Linked DNA regions of Mus musculus: region 1 is linked to region 2. The links are chromatin contacts, called in public Hi-C maps. All regions are on one chromosome and are shown on one strand. The core of a region is the stretch at or near the end of the contact, and the rest is flanking DNA. Distances in the headings are between cores, read along the strand shown. Region 1 has its middle 23 kb from the start of Fpr2. Region 2 has its middle 60 kb from the start of Vmn2r90.

What was found. A called contact is a pair of places that touch in the nucleus more often than the background predicts.
Region 1: a contact with region 2 is called in a Hi-C map of adipose-derived mesenchymal stem cells, with 4 times the contacts expected there. The contact joins two enhancer-like sites. A contact is called at or near these places in 1 of 39 promoter capture datasets (embryonic stem cells), 11 of 15 datasets of contacts at CTCF or cohesin (CD8 T cells, the G1E-ER4 cell line, the NIH/3T3 cell line and 6 more), 304 of 484 Hi-C or Micro-C datasets (the 3T3-L1 cell line, 3T3-L1-derived adipocytes, the 63-12 cell line and 148 more), 43 of 115 datasets of contacts at active chromatin or transcription factors (CD8 T cells, the NIH/3T3 cell line, PVALB interneurons and 28 more) and 3 of 9 other capture datasets (embryonic stem cells, embryonic tail and macrophages).

The regions. Positions count from the first base shown.
Region 1 is chr17:17,908,575-17,912,464 of GRCm38.p6, reverse strand. It overlaps the pseudogene Gm9481 and the pseudogene Gm7535. Among named protein-coding and RNA genes, the nearest start is that of Fpr2, 23 kb to the right of the region's middle. Within about 2 kb of position 2,489, at least 206 of the 459 cell types and tissues checked have an H3K27ac peak or open chromatin away from gene starts, as enhancers often do. A contact at or near this core is called in adipose-derived mesenchymal stem cells, granulosa cells, muscle stem cells and 1 more, where this site is marked.
Region 2 is chr17:17,762,127-17,766,408 of GRCm38.p6, reverse strand. No RefSeq gene overlaps it. Among named protein-coding and RNA genes, the nearest start is that of Vmn2r90, 60 kb to the right of the region's middle. Within about 2 kb of position 2,003, at least 24 of the 459 cell types and tissues checked have an H3K27ac peak or open chromatin away from gene starts, as enhancers often do. A contact at or near this core is called in adipose-derived mesenchymal stem cells, granulosa cells, muscle stem cells and 1 more, where this site is marked.

The DNA of each region.
Region 1 (3,890 bases), core at 1,240-3,739, 150 kb before region 2:
TTCCCCGACTCCCTGGCTAATGTGGATCTGAAAAATGATCAGGCATCCGGTGAGCCGTTTATCATACCCCTACTGCCCATGGCCCTGGTGGCCCCTGATGAAGCGGAAAAGAACAGCGGCCCCTTGTATAGCTGTCAGGGTGACGTCTTGGCCAGCCGGAAGGATTTCAGGATGAACACGTGTATTCCTAACCCCTGAGGCTGCTTTATGTTAGATCCAGTGGGAATGTGTCCTGTGAAACCTGTGGTGCCCGTGGTGCCTGTGGTGCCGGTGGAGCCATACCCCATGTCCAGGAGCCAGAAAGATCCCGAGGACGCTGACGAGCAGCCCAAGGAAGTGTCTAGGAACGGGAGTCCTGTTCCTGTACTTGACATCTCCCAAGAGCCAGATGGCCCAGCGCTCAGCGGTGGAGAGGAGGATGCAGAGGATGGAGCAGAGCCCCTGAAGGTTGCTCTAGAGCCTGCAGAGCCCAGGACCTCACAGCAGAGTGCCATCTTGCCAAGGAGATACATGCTAAGGGGCCCCGGAGCCTGCCTCTCGGCTGCAGGAGACCCCAGACCCCTGGCAGAGCCTGGACCCTTTTGACTCCTTAGAATCTAAGGTCCTCCAGAAAGGGAAACCCTATTCTGTGCCACCTGGTGTGGAGGAGGCTCCAGGACAGAAGCACAAGAGGAAGGGTGCCACCAAGTTGCAGAACTTCCACAAGTGGTACAAGGATGCCTATGCTGAACACCCTGACGGCAGGAGGGCTCGGTGGAAGGGCCCAACCTTTGCAGACATGGAAGTCCTGTACTGGAAACACGTGAAAGAACAGCTCGAGACCCTTCAGAAACTGCGGAGACGTAAGATAAACAAGAGATGGCTACCTGGGGCCAAGCAGGATCTGTGGCCTACAGAGGAGGACCTCGGGGTAGCAGATGACTTTCTAGAGCCCGAGGAGTATGTGGAGGAGCCTGCAGGGGTGATGCCCAAAGCAGCTGCTGACCTTGATGCAGAGGCCATGAGATACAAGGAGCTGGTTCGAAGAAATGTGGAACTCTTCATTGCCACCTCCCAGAAGTGTATCCAGGAGACAGAGCTGAGCCAACGCATCAGGGACTGGGAAGATACCATCCAGCCCCTGCTCCAGAAGCAGGAGCAGCATATGCCCTTTGATATCCATATCTATGGGGACCAGTTGGCTTCCCGGTTCCCCCAGCTCAATGAATGGTGTCCCTTTTCAGAGCTTGTAGCAGGGCAGCCTGCTTTTGAGGTGTGCCGCTCCATGCTGGCCTCCTTGCAACTGGCTAATGACTACACAGTGGAGATCACTCAGCAGCCAGGACTGGAGGCAGCTGTGGACACAATGTCTCTAAGACTGCTCACACACCAGCGAGCCCACACCCGCTTCCAGACCTATGCTGCACAATCCATGGCCCAGCCTTGAGTGGACAGCACTGAGGCAGGGCTGAAAAGTAGTATACACCTGGAGGTCTTTGCCCCTAATGTGCTATGGGGCCATTCACTCCAGTGCTGCCTCCTGGTTGGCCTAGCCTAATAAAGTGTTGCTACCCCACCTGTTTAAAAAAAAAAAAAAAAAAAAAAAAAAAAGTCTTTTTCGATAGCGGGTGCAACTGTTTCCTGGAAGAGCTCTTTGGCTGTCAGAGGTGTGTCTATCCCTGCAGGAGCTCGATAATTAACGTAGGGATTGAGCTTGAAGCCCGTCAAGTCCGGGACGACAAATTCTGGAACCATTTCTTTTATTTGCACAAACTGCCTATCAGAAGTATAGATGCTTGTTTTCTTGGCACCCCGACTCTTAGTGAAGGTGCTTGGCCCCCGCTTGCTTGTCCACTTGCTCATCTTGTCCGCTCCCCACACCAGGCTTTGAGTCACAGCAGTCAGGAAACCCATGCTGGGCTCTGAATAAATCAGCTCTGGGCTGAAGGCTCTAGAGCTCGGCCCACAAGCCTCTTCTCCCTTTTGACCTGAGACAGCTCAGACACGGTTTCCCCAGCCTGAGCCATTTAAAACACCGCCAGACCAGTCACTCCTCCCAAGGCAACAGCAAAGTCCTCCCTGCGTTTCCAACCGTAGGCGGGGTCAGACACTCCGTAGCAAGAGCCTTGCCAACTGGTCACCAGGGCGCCCAATGCCCAGCCTCAGCGTAGCAGAGGGGGTGCGGGCCTGGAGGCTAAGCCAATCCACGCAGTCGCGCAGAGCCGGATGTGGATCGAAGGTGACGGTCGGGCTCTAGCCTATGGAGCCGTTGCTCTTAGCTCTCATCAACCCCACGACAGAAGGCTCACAACCGCAGCGCCGGAATCCGGCCGCGGGACTGGTGCGAGCATCATCCGTGCTGCCCTGGGTGCTGGGAGTAGGGACTTGCAGACCCTCCGAGTCACTTTCGACCCTTGGTTTCCCGAACTGTCGAGCTATAGAGGACGGGCCGGTGACCGGCGGTCTACCCCACAGTCTGGCGCGTGGCCAAGTCTACGTGGTTCTCTAGTTAATCATCTTTGCTCCCAACACACGCACCGAGCCTGTGATGTCGTCCACACGCTACCCGCTGTGACTGGGTCTCTTTTCGCCCTTCACCTCTCTCCTTTGATACCGGGTCCTCTGGTCCCTCGCTTGCTCTCCTCTGGGGTAGGGGTGTTACTCCTCGGCTATAACCATCTCCTCTTTCCTCACTGCTTTTGATCGAGACCCCTTCTAGGCTGGGATCTTTGCTGTACTGTGAGACCTCTACACCGCGTTCTTTATCTTTCCCCTTGCCTACATCACCCCGCCCGTGTGAGGCCCACCCTCTAGTTGGTCACGTTTCCCTGTCGATTGCCTCCTTCATCCCTGTTCTGCTTCGCTCTTGGGCCACTTTCTTATCTGACCCTTCATAGGATTTTAGAAAGTGTCCATCACTTTTAACAGCCATTCAAAAAGTAAGTTTCGGTTGCTGGAACACAACTTACCACCAGCTGAGATCTCCATCCTACACGGAACTCTTCGGTTCCTGTGGTGGAATTGAAGTACTTGGCTCTCACTACAGACTTATGGAAACTCTGAGAGGAATGAGAAAGCTGAAACCAATCTTGTGGTAGAAATTCAAAATTTCCTAAGATTCCCAGAACCCAGGCAAATGCGATGCTATTGGAACCATTTTATTTCATTCTATTTTTTATATATGAGTGTTTTTTCTCATAGTGGATATGACATGCATGCCTGGTGTTCTCAAAGCCCAGAAGATAGCACTGGATCCCTACGAACTGAAGTTACAGGTAGTTGTGAGAAACAATGTGGGTGCTGGTAATTGAACCTAGATTTCTGGAAGAACAGCCAGTGCTCTTAAATTCTAAGCCGTCTCTCCAGCCCAAGTAGAGTTCTTAGAAACAAAAGTGTAACTATTCTTCCACCATTGATCTGTGGAAAACGTGAGTTCAGTCGCATCATTTCTTGTCCTGGCATATGTGTTCTTTGGATTTGGTTCTGATTTGACTTTACAAACAGTTGTCAACAGTCTGACATGGGCTTTGGCAACAAAACTCCATTCCTTTACAGCAGAGCTATACCAGTTCTTAACCACTGAGACACCACCCTCCCAGACTCTTCACTCTTTAAAAAATTGAGAAGGAGTTGGGACTAGAAGGATGGCTTTGAGATTAATAGCACTAGATGCTCTTCCAGAGGACCCAAGTTTGATTCCAGTAATCCACATGGTGGCTTGCACCATCTACAACTATAGTTCCCTCTTCTTGCCTTGGCAGGTACCAGACACAAACATAATGCACAAACATAAATAAAGATAAAACACTCATACATTTAAGAATAATTTTTATGCTTTTAAAACATGAAGATGGTTACCTACATAGATGTCTCAATGGCTAACAGCACTTACTGCTCTTGCAGGCGATCCA
Region 2 (4,282 bases), core at 754-3,253:
TCAATTTGAAAGATGATAAGATAACTGATTACCTGAAGAGTGGTTTTGCACGAGCAGATAATTTAAAAATAGCTGTGTTAACTAAGACAGACTGACTTAGGGTGCCAAGAATAGAGTTTGGTAAATATCCATGGGATTCTCCATTAAGGAGATCAAATTCTAGCTAAATATAAACTGGTTTCAGGAAGATGGACTGTTGCTTACCTTGTCATAATACTTTTATGAGAAGACTGGCCTCTTTCTTCACATGCACATACCACCATTGAATTGTGAACCAAGTCAGATTTATAGCAAGGGAAGTAAGTGGCCATTAACTGATACACAGGGCAAAATAAGTATTTCTTCTTTTTAGTTGATTCCCTCCATGTCTTGGGAATTTAGGTGATTTGCTTATATATTTCTTTTAGCATGATATAAGAATATGCACGTACATATAAACAGCACCCCACACACTTATTTGTCTGAAGCTCTTTGTTTAAATAATCTTTCAGTGATATGTAGCTTACTCTTTGAGGGTTTTTTTTTTTTTTGTGGTTTACACTAATGGAAAGTGTGCTTTATAGTACAAGTTTTTTTCATATATACTGACAACTATCAGACCTTTTCCTAAAAATTAGCAAAATAAATCAAAACTTCCCTCTAAAACAAAATATATTCTTGTATAATTTATACACTTCAAAGAGTAAATGCAGCCTGGATTATGAACATATCTCAAAGTTTAAGTTATTTGAGTGTTTTTTTCATTTAAATAATAAATACAAATTTTATTCTAGTTTCAGGTACCACCTGGGCCCACAGGGACTCTTGACTCATTACTAAAATCACTTCAGTGTGTTCTATGATATTAGATAAGGAGTAAGTTTAAAAGAGAGTGCAGCATTTGAAATAAAGCCATTTCTTAGGTTACCTGAAGTGCCATTTTGCCAACTTTGAAGATTCACTCATTCTAAGTTGTTAGACTATTTGGTTTAAATTTACTTACCAATATTCTAAGGCTATGTTACATCTTACTGATGATTGTTCATGTTGACTTTGTTCTATAAAACTGTATTATGGAGAATCTTCTGTGAGATTTATTAGCATATAAAACATTGACAAGTTTTGACATTAATAAGAACATAAGAACATTATTTAATTCAAATATTTAAAGAATACTCTTGTTTAACTTGAGAATATTTCCCTACATATTTACTGATTGCCTCTGTTAGGTTTTCTAATGAAATCTACCTTTATTTTAATGATGTGTTTTACTAACGCTATCATTCATGGAAATACGTAACCTCCATGATGCAATTACCATATAAAATGGAGCCTTGCCACTGCAAGGCATCAGGAAATGAACAAAGGCTTGAAAAAGATATTTAGTGTGGATTGAGACAAAGAAGGGATTGATTTGAAGCTTAAAACAATCTTTATTGTTCACTCTTCAAAAAGATAAAACACTGGCAAGACAATAATGGTTACATAAATCATAATCATTTCATGTAAAAGGCAATATTATATTTCACAGAAATACAAATGACAATAGTGTAGCAGTTTTGACTGTGGCTGTTGATGAATGATCATTTCTTGACAGAAATGCTTATGTCTCTAATTAAGATTCCTATAGTGATTTGTATCTTGAATAATGTTTCTTTATAGTTAGTGGATGGTTTGAGAGTTCTATAAGTACATGACTACATGTATAGCTTATTTTTGAACAAACTCTTTCATGAATATAGGTCTATTTATGCTTAAACATAGTTACAAACTTGTAGGCTTAGATTTTTGCAAAATTTACTTTAACAAGGGTTTTCAACCTTTCTTTCCTCTAGCCTATCATCCAAAAGTCGGAGAGAAAAGATGATAAATAGGACAAGGGAATGTGAACCTGCTTAGAAGTAATTCTTTGGGGGGAGATTCCAATCTCTGTTCTCAGGATGCCAGCAGTCCAGTTCAGTAGTGTCAGGATACCACACATGAATCAGCAGTGGTGGCATGATCCAGTAGCAACAGCCAGGTCTCTGCTGAATCAGGATGAGTCACTGGGAGTGACCAGAACCAGCCAGGACACCAGCATAAGTCTTTGCCATGCATCTCTCTGCCAGAGACAAGCTTCAAAGCTCTGGTTCTCTCTTGACAGTAGGTTAGGGGAAGGAATGTTGGTGGGGGCAAGACTCAGCCTTTTGAAAAATTAGGGTTCTTTTTTATTATAATAACATTTACTTATCTTGATTCTATGTTACTTTGCAGTGGTAGTTGGCCTGCCTCTTTGAGCTCCACTGAGGCAGAAACTGCAGAGTCTCTAGCATTTAGCACCTCATCATAAAACGTTAAGTAAAGGATTAATTGCTAGACCTTTTTTCTCTCTTGCCCAGTAGCCTTACCTCTCCCTTGTCAGATGGGAGGAAGATTTGGAGCAATAAACGTTTATTGAACCTGGAGAAGAAAAAAAAACTTTTACACAGGCAAATATGAATAAATTCACATATATTTATATACAATTCATGCCCACATATTCATACATCTTCATGCATTTCATTTGGGCTTAGCTACATATTTATCTCATAATTTCATACTTACATGCACATATCCATTGTTACATATGCCTATGATAGAGCAAAAGACCAAGTGCCAGTGCAGAAAGAACACATTCATTCTGGATGAAAAATCTTTATTGCACAGAGAAAGAAAACACTTCTACCCTTTTATAGCTAAATGAATTAATGTCAAGTCTGTAAGAAAAAAACTTTGTCCTCTTTAGTAAGACTAAGAAGCCTACCTTGCTGTTAAGAAAAGACCTGTTCCATCCATGGCAAGGAGAAGCCTGCCTGCTTTTCCTGCTTTCTCTATAGCTTCTTTGTCCCTCATTCTCTCTGCATTTTGCCTAGTGCTCTCTTAATTTCTAAATTCTCTTTTCATTTCTATGTTATTTTATTCTATTGTTCTTGTCCTTCCTCTTCCTAATGTTGCACTCTCTTCCTGTTCTGACATAATAATGCCATGCAATATAAGCTTTTTTAGTTTTTTGTACCTTTTCTAGGAATTTTCTAAGCATAATTTTTCAAACAAAAATTTACACTCAATTCAAACCTTAAATGGAATAAGTAACTTACAATGGAGACATTTACATATTTTCCCACTAAGACTAGTTATCTAGCTAACATCCATTATCTGTCAATAGCTCTACAGATTCATTGAGAGTTAAAAACCATAATTCTTGTGACTAAGTTATCACAGATGTTTTGAGTAGATAAACTCAGTCAAAATGTTATCTTTTGTCCTAGTATCTACAATAAATCATTCAGTTCCTTTTTATGACCTCTGGTTAATTGTTTTACAACCTCTTGGAATGTGTTCTAAGTTGTAAATGTCTGGTTTTGTTTTGTTTTGCTTTGTTTTGTTTTGTTTTTATCTCAGAAGCAATTAACTTGTGACACTTAAATACTGGCAGAGATCTAATTGCAGTTTAGGGGTTTTAATAGCAGTCTTATTATAAAGGGCTTAATAATTACTAGTATAATTTTAGGGATTCTTATAGAATCATCATTAACAATTAAGAAATCACCTTCTGGTCTGAGCCTGTGCCCTGAACAGACCTTGGGCACTGGTTCCACACCCAGTCCTACAACACCCATAGAAAGATCAGCTCCCAGGTGCTCTAACATGCCCAGAATCACAGGTGAGGAGGCCACAACATCTAACACAATATCTGGAGTAACTGGGACCCCTGGGATCCAGGGACGCAGTAACCCCTGCCCTATAAGTGGCATGGGTTTCCTTCTCTTGGAACCTGCACCTGGAGCAGACCTGGGGTGCTGGCTCTGCACCTACTCTTAAAATACCCAGAGGGAGTCAGACCCCCAGGTGCTCTGAAATGCCTAGGATCACAGGATCACAGGATCACAGGACCACAGGACCACAGAAGAAGCTTGATGCCCAAGAGATCTGACATACCGAGGAGAACTGGAGCTCTGAGAGACTCAAGAACACAGCTGAGGCTGCAACATCTTTCCCAACACCCAGCATAACTAGAACCCCCCACAGAAACCAGTGAAATACAAACCCTCGCCCAGCCAGAGGCATGGGTTCCTTCCATCCTGCACCCATGCCTAGAGCAAACCGAGGGCTCTAGATGCCCACTCATCCCTGCAATACCTGGAGAAAGCTTGAATCCCAAGAGCTCTAGTACAACCAGACCTCAGGAGCTTGGACACACCAGTATTTCAGAATCACAGAGGCAGCTTGACTCCCAGAAGCTCTGACACTCCCAGGATCTCAGGATCCCAGAATCACAGGGTCA